Linked DNA regions of Ovis aries: region 2 is linked to region 1. The links are chromatin contacts, called in public Hi-C maps. All regions are on one chromosome and are shown on one strand. Each heading gives the region's core, a stretch centred on a gene start, on an enhancer-like site or on the middle of the called end of the contact. The rest is flanking DNA. Distances are from core to core; before and after follow the strand shown.

Region 1 (6,467 bases), core at 1,672-4,171:
GATTTTTCAGGCAAGAATACTGGAGTGGGTTGCCATTTCCTTCTCCAGGGGATCTTCCTTGGCCCAGAGACTGAACCGGCGTCTCTTGTGTTTCCTGCTTTGCTGGTGGATTCTTGACCTGCTGAGCCACTGGAAAGTGTTGAGGGTGAGAGTCAGATCCACCCCTATCTGAATCTAAATTCCATCCTCTTTCTACTGAATCATTCTCTCTCATCTCTGGTCCTTTATAGAGGAAACGGCCCAAGCAAAATATCAAGATCTTGGAATAGGATGACTGGCCTTATTAAGAAGACCACTCACCAAGAACACGGAAAAAAAAAAAAAAAAAAAGACGACGACTGCTATGCACAGTGAAGGGAAGAGAAAACTGGGGTGCCAGATGATTCCCACATTGCAAACACCCCGCAGACAGTGTTGCTCCATGGGGAGAGTCAACTCCCTAAGTGGTAATTTTCAGCTTTCCTACTTCCTGGTAATTTTCATCTTACTACTAGTTGAAAAGTCAGGTCAAGCCTTGTATGCCTAGCTCTCAATGACCCCAAGATCACTGACTCAAGGGTAGTGACTTAAGAGAAAAGAAAAAAAAATGCCGCCGATAGGTCAAAGCTGGCAGATTAAGAGAAGGTCAAGTCTCTGAGACTTGACACTCAGAGAAGATGAAGGGCTAGAAGGAGAACCAAGGGAAGTCAGAGTGGAGCAGGAAGAATAATCAGGCTGGTTTAGAAGGCAGCGCCAGGAACTTCCATGATGGTCCAAGGATAAGACTCTGTGCTTCCAAGGCAGGGAGCGTGAGTTTGATCTCTGGTTGGGGAAATAAGATCCTACATCCCATATGCTGCATGGCGCAGCCAAAAGATTAAAAAAGAAGAAGATGAAGGCAGTCCCAGCACCTCTGACCACACTACCCACCCCCAGGAGATAGGACGAAATAGCAGAGATCAGTCACTTCTGCCCAGGATCCAACTGGCTTGGCTCAGCCATTAGAAATCAAGGGCTATCTCACACTCTGGACTGAATTTTCTCTCCCAGTTGAGAACTAGACAGCTCTAGCTTAAACTTTTTGACTAACTGCACTCCTCAATCTTCTTCTCTTGCTGAGCATATGGCAAGTGAGAAGCCTGTGCTTACACACCTTAACTCTGAGTCTCCTGGTTTTCCCCATGTCCACCCACACCTTACACAGCAGCTCGGAATAGGTTAAAGGCTTCTGGACTACTTAGGGCTTAACTCCTCAGAGTAATACAGCCAAAGTAGCACACTCTTTAAATATAGAGATGTATCAGGACCCTATTGGAGAAAAGACCAAGTGGCATTCTGTCCTAAAGCCTGTTCCAATGCTGGTAGGCCTGGTCAGCTGGGATCAGTGCAGTAGCCAATGGGCACAGTAACCTGGAAATGGTCTAACCAACTAGCTGTTGGGCTTATAGAGCATGGCAGTCCTAAGAACAAAACAGTCAGAAAGCCCATAAAGATTCTACTTACCTTCTCAAGTGATGCTAGTGGTAAAGAATCCACCTGCCAATGCAGGAGCCGTGGGAGATGCAGGTTCAGTTCCTGGGTCAGGAAGACCCCCTGGAGGAGGGCATGGCAACCCACTCCAGTGTTCTTGCCTGGAGAATCCCATGGACAGAGGGGCCTGGCGGGCTACAGTCCAGGGGTCACTCAGAGCCAGACATGACTGAAGCATCTGAACACACTTGACTTATTTCATCATGGAAACCCCTGGAGTAAGGAGTGAGGTTAGGGGCTGATCTAATTGAAATGAACATACCAAAAATCTCTGTCCCCTACATGTGGGATTCTTGCCCTATGTGCGTAGGGGACTACACCATAGAATGTTATGGGTTGGTTCCCTGAAGTCTATGAAAGTGAAAGTTGCTCAGCTGAGTCCGATTCTTTGCAACCCCATGAACTAACAGAGTCCATGGAGTTCTCCAGGCCAGAATACTGGAGTGGGTAGCAGTTCCCTTCTCCAGGGGATCTTCCCAACCCAAGGACTGAACCCAGGTCTCCCTCATTTTAGACAGACCAGCTGAGCTAGCTACCAAGGAAGCCCTCCCTGAAGTCTGTGAAGCGGCATAAAGATAGACCCACTCAACCTTGGTCTCAGAGACCAGGAAAACACAAAGTGTCCCTGAAAACATCAGAGGAGAAATATATAGGCAGGAGAAAACGCACAGGCCTGAGATGTAGGCTTAGATACTTACATACCAACACACATACTTGTCCTGGGAAGAAGCCAGAAGGAACCCACGTCCTGGGAGATGTGAACTCAGGTCATACAAAGAGGAAAGACATGGACAAGCTATTTTGGAGAGGCCTGGCACTGAGAGAGATGGCCTCCTAGAGAGTCAAAAGCCAGCAGGAAAGGGAAAGATGGGGGTCTGGGGGATTGAGGGGTAGGGGGCAGGAGTGCAGGCAGAAAAGTGAAAAAGGAGCCGGATACACCCTTCCTCATGTAGGAAGAGGCTGGTAGCCATCAAGGAAGAGAAATTAACACTGAGGCCTCATGATAAAGACTCAAATACAGACGAACACAGAAAACTCAAGAGACAGACTGGCCAAGAGGTGAGCTTCAGAAGAACACCGAAGCAGGGGTGGGGGACGGAGGACTGGTCAGGGGCCAGCTCAGGTAAAGACCTGGAGAAACACCCGGGAGAAGAAACACCAGGCAGATCTGAGAGACCTAGCCGACCCAGGGGAGGCCCCGCGGTCCGCTCTCCGCTCCCACGCCCTCGGGCCGGCCCGCGGGCCCAGGGCTCCCGCCCGGCCCCGGGCTCCCGTCCCGGCCGGGCCGGCACTTCCCAGCTCTGACGCGGGCGCTGCCTTCACACCAATGAGGCCGCGGCGCGGACCGGCCCCGGCCCTCCCCCAGGAAGGTGTGTCCCTGGTTTCCTCACCTGAAACTTCCGAGGAGAACCAGATCCCTCCCTCCCGGCCGGGCGGGGCGGCCGGGGCCTGCGCTGGGGACGGCCGGCCGGCGGGGGACCCGAGGGGACGCGGGGGGGGCGCCCGGACAGCATGTGACACCGACCCAGGTGGGTGCCCGGTGCCCGGCTCCGGGCGGGCGGCTGTGGCGCCCGGGCGGAGGGGAAGCGAGGGGGCGGGAAGCCCGGGAATCGAGGCCTTCACCTTGGGAGCAGCCCCCGCGGGCTCCGGGGCGCGGGCTCCAGAAAGTGGGGGGGAGCGCGCCGGGCAGGTGGGCGGAGGTGGGGTGCGGGGCCCGAGCACCTGGTCTGGGAGAGGGGAGAGACGCGGGAGGAAGGGCTCCTGCCTGGAAAACTTTGCTTCCGGCCTGGTCCCCGCCTCGGAAATGGGCACCCTGCCCTTAAGATGTTCCGCGGGCCGGTGATCAGGGCTCTTTCTTCCAAGTCCAGGCCCTGGGGAAAGCCCGCTCCTGTAATGAGGTGTAGCCGAGATTCCCTTTGTGGACGGACGCCCTCCCTGGAGGTGTTTTGCTGTCTGCTTTTTCCTACTCGGGCCGGGCCTTCCTTCGCTTATCTGCCTGTGGACTCGCCTACTGTGTGTGTGTCTAAGCTATTCGCTGGGAGCCGAGGAGGTGCCTCAACCTGTAAACAAGGGCTCGCGCCCTGCCCCCCTCCCGTTTCCCCACACCCGGGGAGGGCTCCCAAGGCTTCTTGCGGATCCCAGCATTGCCTTCAGAACCCGGCGAGGTAGGAAGGGAGCTGTGCAGAGCTGGGCTGGGGGCGGGGGTGTTAGAACACCCTTCTGAGCCCCGATTCGGAGCATCCCCCCCAGCGCCGTTCCGCAAATCTCAGATCTAAGCCCCTGCTCGCCTTCCTGAATCTGGGGTTCCCAAGCCAGATTTGCCCTCCTGTCTGCCTAGACGTGAACTCTGGCCAGGACTCTTGTCAGATTGAGGGGAAGGGTGTGTCCGACAGACAAGGGAGGGAGCGTGACTTTTCTATCTTTTGTCCCCTTCTGTTCCCCTACTGCTGTCCAGGATCTTGCATCCTTTGTCGACTCCAGAATTCCCAGCCCCTGACTAAAGAGCTCCCGATGTGGCCTCTTGTTCAGACTTCCTGGTTTAGCTCCCTAGGCGCCCACCCCCACCCACCTCTGGCCCTGGCAAAATGGGGATCATCTATTCGCCAGTCTGTGGGCCTGAAATTGGAACCATGTCCATGGTGGGGGTTTCTTGGGGAGCTGGGGAGGGGAAGGGATGTGGGGCGTCAATCAAATGAGATGTCCCACAGGAGGAATGTAGGTCACTGTCCTGGTGGGGCAGAAAGAGAAGGCAGGAGGTGGGAGGAGGAATCTCTTATCAGAAGGATACAGTGGTTCTTAGTCAAGAGTCTTTATCATTTCGGGGTTCTTGGAGTGTATGGCTGTCCACAGTGTGGTCTGTCTGGGGTTGTCTGTGGCCTCATAAGCACAGTGTTTGTGGGATAGACAAGGAATATGTCATTCGTGGTGTCTGGAGCGGTCAGTCACACTGTGGTGTGGACAAGGACGGGATCGGGGTTACTCAAGTGGTGTAGACCCAAGCAGATGATTTACAGCATCTGGTGCAGACAGGGCTGAGTCACTCACTATGTCTGTGGAGTGAACTGGAGCTGGTCACGTACAGTGTCAACAAGGTGACCGTCAGGGTCTAGGTTAAGGACACAAACAGGTCACTCACACTTCTGTGTGGATGGCACCAGGGCCACCGGTGGGTTTGTGGGCTCTGTGTTAGCATTGCCACTAATGATGGTCTGTGTAAGCCCATTGGGGCTACAAAGCACTGAATGATGTGGTGTTTTCAGACATTAGGGAATAGATAGAGGTGTTTATTACAGCTTTCACTTGGATGGTGGGGCTTTCCTCAAATATGTAGAACACAGATCTTAGCAGTTAGTGGTCCAGAAAGCTACTCTTATTTTGATGTAGCATCGAGGGCAGTAATGTCAAACAATGAATAAAGGCATCCATCTATGGGTCTTATTTTTGAAAGCAAAATGAGAATGTGTCTTTTGATTTGAAAGCAAAATGAGAATGTGTCTTTTGATTTGGTGGGTATTTTCCTAAAATAGAATATAGATGACACAGTGTATATGCAGAAGTATTGTAATCGCAAGAGTACTTCAGTGATTTGTGGTGTAAGTCAGGATATTTGAAACTAACACTGCTGCAAAATCCACTTCAGAAGTATACTTGGCACTTGGCATTGGACTGAAGAAGCAGTAGTGTGATGAGGGGTCCAGGTGAGGAGGAGGGGTATCTTTGAAATACAAATTCACATCTGGTGAGTTGAAATAGGCCAGAGCTAAGGTATTGGAGGCTTTATGGTGGGGGGGGGGGGGGGGGGTTGAGTTCTGTCACACACTGTCATTGGAGTGACTTGGAGTTTTGTCCTGAAAGAAGTCGCATGTGAACAGGGGCAGCAGATGCAAAGATGACCCTGGCCTGGAGGAAGACCAGGTCACCCATGCTGTGCTCTGTCTTTGCCTGTACTCGGATAAAAATGATCATTCACCCCCCGTGCAGAAAGCGATGAGGCGGTGGCGCTAAGATAATGGGAAGTGCAAAAAAATCTCTGATGCCTTTATGTGAGTAAAACCGCGTTTTACAGATCTTCAGCTCTGTCACATTCCTGGTTTGTAATTCCTGATTCCCATAGGATTATAGCACAGGACGAAGAATAGGCATATGAGGGCTGAGCCGGTGACCACCAGTAATGCCAAAGGGGTAAAGATGGTGTTAAGAATAGTGTCAGTGGGAGACAGACATGCACTATGTGACTAGGGTGGAACGGAAGATGTCCATGCAGCACTTACTGTCTGTAGATAACAACCTGAATGTAGCAGAAATACACTTATGTATTTAGAGGCTGCTTGTTTGAGGACATGCCAGTGTTTGGGCCTGTTGTTTAGTCTCGAAGACTCTTTTGCAGTACCATGGACTGTAGCTCACCAGGCTCCTCTCTCCATGGGATTTCCCAGGCAAGAATACTGGAATGGCTTGTCCAGGCAATCTTCCCTACCCAGGGATCGAACCCACATCTCCTGCATTGGCAGGCAGATTCTTTACCCCGGAGCCACCAGGGAATCCTGTGTATGGGTATAGGACCGGGACAATACACATGTCAGGGAGGTGAGACTACAGATTTAATCACAGGGTCTCCTTAGGCAGGTAGGAGCCAAGTTTCAGAAAGTGTTTACGGTGAGCAAGTATATTATTTAACATGTGGTTGGGAGAAGAGGGTCACGTCACTGCAGGATCATCTATAGTGATTATACTATTCTGTACTTAGGCTGAGTGTCGGGGGCAAATCACACACTGTGTCAATTAACTGGAAAAGGACATAAAAGCCCTTGTACACAGTATGCGTGTGTTAGACATGGCCCCTTAGCCCATAGAGATAGTATCTGTGTGAACGACCAGGAGCGTGTCACATGCGACAGCTGCAGGGTGGCTAGGAACATGCTCGTTTGGTTATGTCAGGCTGTCCCCATAGAATCCGC
Region 2 (6,467 bases), core at 2,907-5,406, 33 kb after region 1:
GGAGAAGGCTCAGAAGTGGGCAGCTACAGACTGTATCAGACCTAGAGCAGCCAGGGTGAGTACATGGGGAGGCTGAATTCCCCATGCTGGGGACTCTCCAGTTCCCATAGCTTTTAATTCACAAGTGCGTCCAGGAAGGAGGTCCGGGGGAAATTATTGTGAGTCTTTGCCAGGTAATTCTTCTTCCCATTCACCCTGTGCCCATAGGCTGGCTGGAAGGCGTGAGACTGTCCGATGGGGAGCAAGGCTGGTTCCCTCTACAACAAGTGGAGTTCATCTCTAACCCAGAGGTCCGTGCACGGAACCTGAAGGAAGCCCACCGAGTCAAGACTGCCAAGCTGCAGCTGGTGGAGCAGCAGGCCTAGCCGTTTCCTGGGAGGAAACCCCCGAGCTTAAGGATGAGATGTTCCTGGACAGGGCTGGCCCGGAACGCGGTGGTGGAAGCCTTCTGTGCATCAGGAACTAGGCCTTCTGAAGCCCAAGGACAACACCCAGCTGCCATGAGCTAGTCCCAGGCCTCCTTTTTTTGTGTGCTTTGTATTTGGTGTGGGGATTTTGAGGGACTTTACACTGGACTCTGAGAACCTTTTCTCATAGAAAAAGGGATCCATGGGGCCTAAGCCAAGGAACTTCACTTCTCCTGCCCTGCAGCTAAACGCTTTCAGAGTACAGATTCAGAGCTGACCAGAGTTTCCATCACGGCCGTGTATTAAACAGAATCTGGAGGGAGATTTTGAGGAGGATGGACAAATCAGATGGGAGGATTAACCCGGTGACCTTTTAAGGTATCTTCCAACCCTGGAGATATCCCGTAATTACTGGGCAAGGGCAGTGCCTGGGTCTCTGGGGTCTGTCGGTGGCTATGTGAGGTGATACACCCTCACTCTAATAAAGCTGGCACTTCTCCAAGTATTTTCTCCCCAGACTCCTGAGCACTGAGCGAGGTTCAGAACATGGGATCCCACGGTTCAGATGTCATGAAAGACCACGATGCTGACTGGGTTACAGCAGTGGCCAAATCTTTCTTTGACTGTGGAGCGTTTGGGCAGTTTTTCTGCTTGTTATGGCCTCAGAGTTTGTATCAGGAAGTAGAATGAGTTGATGGGTGATGAAAACTCCAAACCTTTTTTTAACTGAACCCACAGGTTAAGGTCTAAGCTAGTTTAGGTGGATTTGGAACTGTTACTCAGACCCTTCATGGATTTTATATTTTGACTTTAGATACTGGAAGGGTGTCATCACCGCTGCGTCATCCTCTGTGTGAGAAAGAGTACGGAAATAGCAGAATCCTAGAATCCAGGTCGCAAGACCCAACTTCCAGTTAGTGCCTCACCACGATGCAGCCTGCCTACTTCTCACTTTCCTTAAATGTAAAATGCCGAATTAAGCCACGTAACCTCCAGACTTCCATCCGACTCTGTGATGCATGATTCTCTGTCTTCCATCAGTTTGCCCTTCTCAGGTGGAGAACATACCCACTTACATTTTTTTCCTCATGTCGAGTCGTCACACAGCAATGGTACAGTCATCTTTTAAGTGGGCACGTTGTGGTCCATCCCTGGACATTCTACCCCTCGGCTTTATCTCCGGTGGTGGTGGTTTAGTTGCTCAGTCATGTCCAGCTCTTGCGACCCCATGGGCTCTCGCCCGCCAGGCTCCTCTGTCCATGAGATTTCCCAGGCAAGAATACTGGAGTGGGTTGTCTCTTCCTTTGCCATGCTTTATCTTTAGAGGGCCTCAGGGTAGAATTGCACTGCAGCTTTATACAAAGGTAAGAATAATACTCTAAATTTGGTCTCATATCCCAATTAACTGTGATATGACATGATAGTATCACTTTTGATAACACATTTTGTTTACAATCCATCCTAAAATGTAAGTTAGCTTACTTAATCTTTAGAAAAGTTATCACTATTAAGTTAATTAAGTTCAGAATAATACTAATTTATCCTAAACAGTCTGACAGTGCTAAAATAGACATGACTTTGCTGCTGCTGCTGCTGCTGCTGCTGCTAAGTCACTTCAGTCGTGTCCGACTCTGTGCGACCCCATAGATGGCAGCCCACCAGGCTCCCCCGTCCCTGGGATTCTCCAGGCAAGAACAGTGGAGTGGGTTGCCATTTCCTTCTCCAATGCAGGAAAGTGAAAAGTGAAAGTGAAGACGCTCAGTCATGTCTGACTCTTAGCAACCCCACGGACTGCAGCCTTCTAGGCTCCTCCGTCCATGGGATTTTCCAGGCAAGAGTACTGGAGTGGGGTGCCATTGTCTTCTCCGAGACATGACTTTAGAGAAGTTCAATTAAGATTTTACATCTTTTCATAAAGTTAGCTTTTAAGTATTAATATATGTTAAATGTATATATTATATGTAAACTAACAACTGATTCTTCTTAATATTAATAACAGTAATTTTCATCCAGATCTTTGCTCACACCAATAATTGAACACTGGCCTTATGACTCAAAGAGAGCCATATCCAACCTTATATTTTCTAGGCAAATGCTCCCTTACTCTCCCAGGGAGATAAAATATCAACTTCTGAATGATATATATGTTAAAAAAAAATGTTTTTAGTTAAATGACTGCTTCTTTGCTTGAAGTTGCTAAGGTTTTCTAAGCACCTTTAAACTGACTTCTATTAGAGCTGAACTTGTCTTGAGGTATTTAATAGATATTTGTTTAATCAGGTTATTCTCACCTAATCTGGGAAATTAAGAGATACTTGACGTCAACTTGTCTTTAGATCCTTCGTTTTAAAAACAAAAATCAAGCGACAACAACAAAAGGGCTTAGGTATGAATAATGTTTTCTGAATTGAGTTACTAAATTTTTATACTTTGGGTTTCAAACAATGGGGCACAGTTCTTGTCACTGTCCCTTCCCTCTTCAGATTTTCAGGATTTAACTCAATTTCTTCGTTACTCCTCATTGGCATCAGTGCATTAGAAACATAGCAATTCCTTATGAGAAATCATGAAGACAGCTCTTAACCAGCACTTCCTGGACAGACTGTATTTGAGCCGCATACGATGATAGATGGTATTTTGTTGGCATTTTTTTGAGGACAGTGTCTTTAGGAGTCCTATTTATTGCTCCTTTGCTGAATTGTAACAAGCTTGGAGCTTAAAATCCTATAGATATACGCTGAGTCACTTCCTTTGGGCTCTTGATCCCATTAAATTTTGTCTGTCAATTTTATCCACTCACACGACTTAGAAAGCTGTTTTGTAAAGGTTATTTTCGCCATCAGCTTTTCATTTAGAGTTAACTGTGATGTTATGATTCTAAGAGTTCAGCACTTAGGCTATCACGGTCATTTACAATGACTTTAATAAGATCAGCTTACATGTCAGTATCTGGAAGGCTCACAGTTGGAGATGTGTTTATTTCCCCTGATTTCATCTTCTCTTAAACAACTTCTATCTCCACAACACAAAGTAAAATGGATTTTGGTCCTAGGATGACTGATGTTTTTTTTTTTTTAAGATTTTTTTTTTTTTATGTGGCCCATTTTTTAAAGTCTTTTATTGAATTTGCCACAATATCGCTTCTGTTTTATGTTTTGGTGTTTTGGGCATGAAGCACATGGCATCTTAGCTCCCCAACCAGGAACTGAACCCGTACCTCCTTCAGTGGAAGGCAAAATCTTCACGTCTGGACCTCCAGGGATGTCCCTGTTTTGTTATTAGTCTTTGGGATAGAAGTTGTTTAAAAGTCTTTGAAAATGTAAAGAAATGACATTCCCTGGCTCTCCTTCTTTCACACACATATTTATCCCCCTGCAATAAACCCAGTTTCCTCTTGGACCCCATGTCAATCTACCCATAATTGTCTCTATTTAGTGATGCTCTCTTTATCATAACTTCTTCTGGTTCATGAAGTCAGATTAGAAATGCAGCATTTTGGTGCAGCAGCTGTTTATAGACAAAACCGAACCTCACCCACCCACCCGGAGACACATCACTGAGGCCTGGGCGTGCTTGCACTTGGTTGTCCACACCTCTAGGTAAATATCCTTCTGCCGGTGGTGACTTGACCCTATCACTCACACAGCTCAGTTACCTTAGAGCCGCATCTGCTATAAATATGACTCAGGAGCTGTGCGGCTCAAAGCCTGCTGTTTAATGTAATCTCCTGAAATCAGGTGTGCCAAGGGGCCAAAGGTTACAGGCAAATGAACTAAAGGGAGACAGACGCCAGACTTAGTCATGTTTCAGGTAGACTGAAAACATTCTCTATCCCTAATGGCTTTCGACCCATTTCTTCCAACCCACCCGTTTCCAATGCCAATTACAGAGTGGAAGTTACTCCAGCCTCTTCCTGGGAAGAGGGTAAAGCACAGCATCCCTTCACTTGCAGAATTTCCAGGGAAACATCCCCAGAGGGAGGCGAGGGCCGAAGGAAGACCCCTCGGGGAGTGTCGGTAAGTGAAAGAGGGTGTCTTGTCTCTTCTTTCCGGGAAGGCTGGGCACCAGCAACTGGGGAAGGAAAGGGGTTGGGTTGATGTGAGCCGTAAACTTTTTTCCAAGCTGGTAAGGGAGCTAGGAGGGAGTGACTACTGATCCCAGCTGCTTGGTGAATGAGTCACCGCCCTGAGGGCAGAGCCTGCTACAGGGAGGGGCCTGAGTCTGGCCCACAGAGCTCTCCAGAAGCACCAATGGGCAGATAGATATTTTCCTGGCGGTTTACCTGAGCAATTACCTCTGAACAATGCCGATGGAAAGCCCAAAGGAAAGCAGGAGCCGCATTAGTTTGCACTGAATGACATGGAGGTTCTGCATCTGCTCATGGGCCTCAGGGCCCCAAAAGGCCAGGGAGAGAGTTCAGACTGCTGGGCAAAGTGGCTGAGGGCCACAGACCAGGGAAGACCCTGGTAGAGTCTGTAAGAGTCCACAAGTCTGGCAAGAGATTCCAGCCATCACGGAGGCAGCCTTGGGAAGAAAAGGAAAATGCTGGGAGGAAAGAGGGCCCCATGGATGGGACGCATCCAGCCAGTTATAGAGTGTTTTCTTTCTGAGATCCACCATTGGGGATGAGAAAACCACCCGCTGTTGGAGTGGAAAGGACCCCGAAGTTCTTTGTGTCTATCCCCTTCCTGGTCACACAGTAGCTTGCGGAAGGGGGACAACTGGCTTAATACCACACAGCCAGAGAGTTGTAAACTGCAAATCCAAACAGCCTGCTGTTTACCTCTAGGATTTTAGCACATGATCTGCAGCATGCGCCATTTGTGTGGCTCACAAAAGGTTGACAGTGACTTGCTCTAAAATGCAAAGGCTGCGTAAACAGAATATGGAGAGGCAGATAAGTTTTGAGAAGTGAGACGAGCTGGCGGTCAGACTTGTGGAATGGTTAATAAACAGGTTTTAGTGATTGGACTAAGCTTGGCCAGGCAACAGACTGGAAAGAAAGATAAGGTGTGGCTTTTGCAGGCATTCATCATCCTTGCACAGCAGGGCCTTAAGAACTGGAGAGTTTCCTGAGAGCTGTGTGTATGTGAACTGGAAGGTTTCCCGAGCACAGTGTGTGTGAGCTAGAGAGTTTCCCGAGCGCGGTGTGTGTGTGAACGGGAGAGTTTCCTGAGTGTGGTGTGTGTATGTGTGTATGTGTGTGTCCTCGGCTTTAGGGGAGGAAAGGACAGGAGGATCCTTGATGGAAGATGGAATGTGTGCAGAAACACTGGACTTCTTTTGTGAAATCAGTGGTACTGGCATTAGCAAATTAAAGGGGAAAAAAAGATGAAGGAGGAGTTTTCCAGTTGAAAATCCAAGAAAATGAATGGGTAATTTTTTTTTCCCCAAACATTTGACAATAGTCCTTTAAATAAGTTCTAGGGACACATTTTATTTCCCTGGGTATGAAAATGGACCTGATTTCACTGATTCAAATAATGAAGAGTTATAGGAAATAACAGGGCTTCCCTGGAGGCTTAGTGGTAAAGAACCTACCTGCCAGTGCAGGAGGCGCCGGAGATGCGAGTTCTATCCCTGGGTGGGAAAGATCCCTTGGAGAAGGGAATGGCAACCTACTCCAGTATCCTTGCCTGGAGAAGCCCATGGATGGAGGAGCCTGGCAAGCTACACTCCATGGGGTCACAGAGTCGGACACGACTGAGTGATTGAGCTTGAGCACCACAGGAAATAAAAAGTCAAACCAAAATGAATAATGGACAAGAATGCAAAATAACGAAGTGGGTGAACTGGAGCGCTTGGGAAGATTCAGCGCTGGCTGTCGATGGTGGCTCGGAGGGGACTTCTGAATAACCGACTGCACTCTTGGCAGTTCTAGGTACACGATTGGGACAAGGGTGTCAAGTGGGAAGTACACACTGGGCAGAACTGGATGGAAAGGATGATGTAAGCAACAGCAGGGCGAAAGTCTCCACCCAGGAAGGATGGGTGGAATGTCTGTGGGCGGAAATTCCATTCTCAGACAATACACTGTGCAGGAAGGGATGTCCTTGAGGC

Evidence for each region. A called contact is a pair of places that touch in the nucleus more often than the background predicts.
Region 2: a contact with region 1 is called in a Hi-C map of tail adipose tissue, with 5 times the contacts expected there. The contact joins the enhancer-like site here to the promoter of ARHGEF5 in region 1. A contact is called at or near these places in 5 of 16 Hi-C or Micro-C datasets (liver, omental adipose tissue, skin fibroblasts and 1 more).

What each region holds. Positions count from the first base shown.
Region 1 is chr4:108,773,115-108,779,581 of ARS-UI_Ramb_v3.0, forward strand. It overlaps ARHGEF5 (Rho guanine nucleotide exchange factor 5), which reads left to right and starts at 2,922. Exons shown (of 16, transcript XM_042248968.1): 1 at 2,922-3,038. LOC132659777 (a long non-coding RNA gene) reads right to left here and starts at 2,812. Exons shown (of 2, transcript XR_009600575.1): 1 at 1,483-2,812.
Region 2 is chr4:108,805,130-108,811,596 of ARS-UI_Ramb_v3.0, forward strand. It overlaps ARHGEF5 (Rho guanine nucleotide exchange factor 5), which reads left to right. Exons shown (of 16, transcript XM_042248968.1): 16 at 208-912. The coding sequence ends at 365. Among named protein-coding and RNA genes, the nearest start is that of NOBOX, 21 kb to the right of the region's middle. Within about 2 kb of position 4,157, at least 23 of the 54 cell types and tissues checked have an H3K27ac peak or open chromatin away from gene starts, as enhancers often do. A contact at or near this core is called in liver, where this site is marked.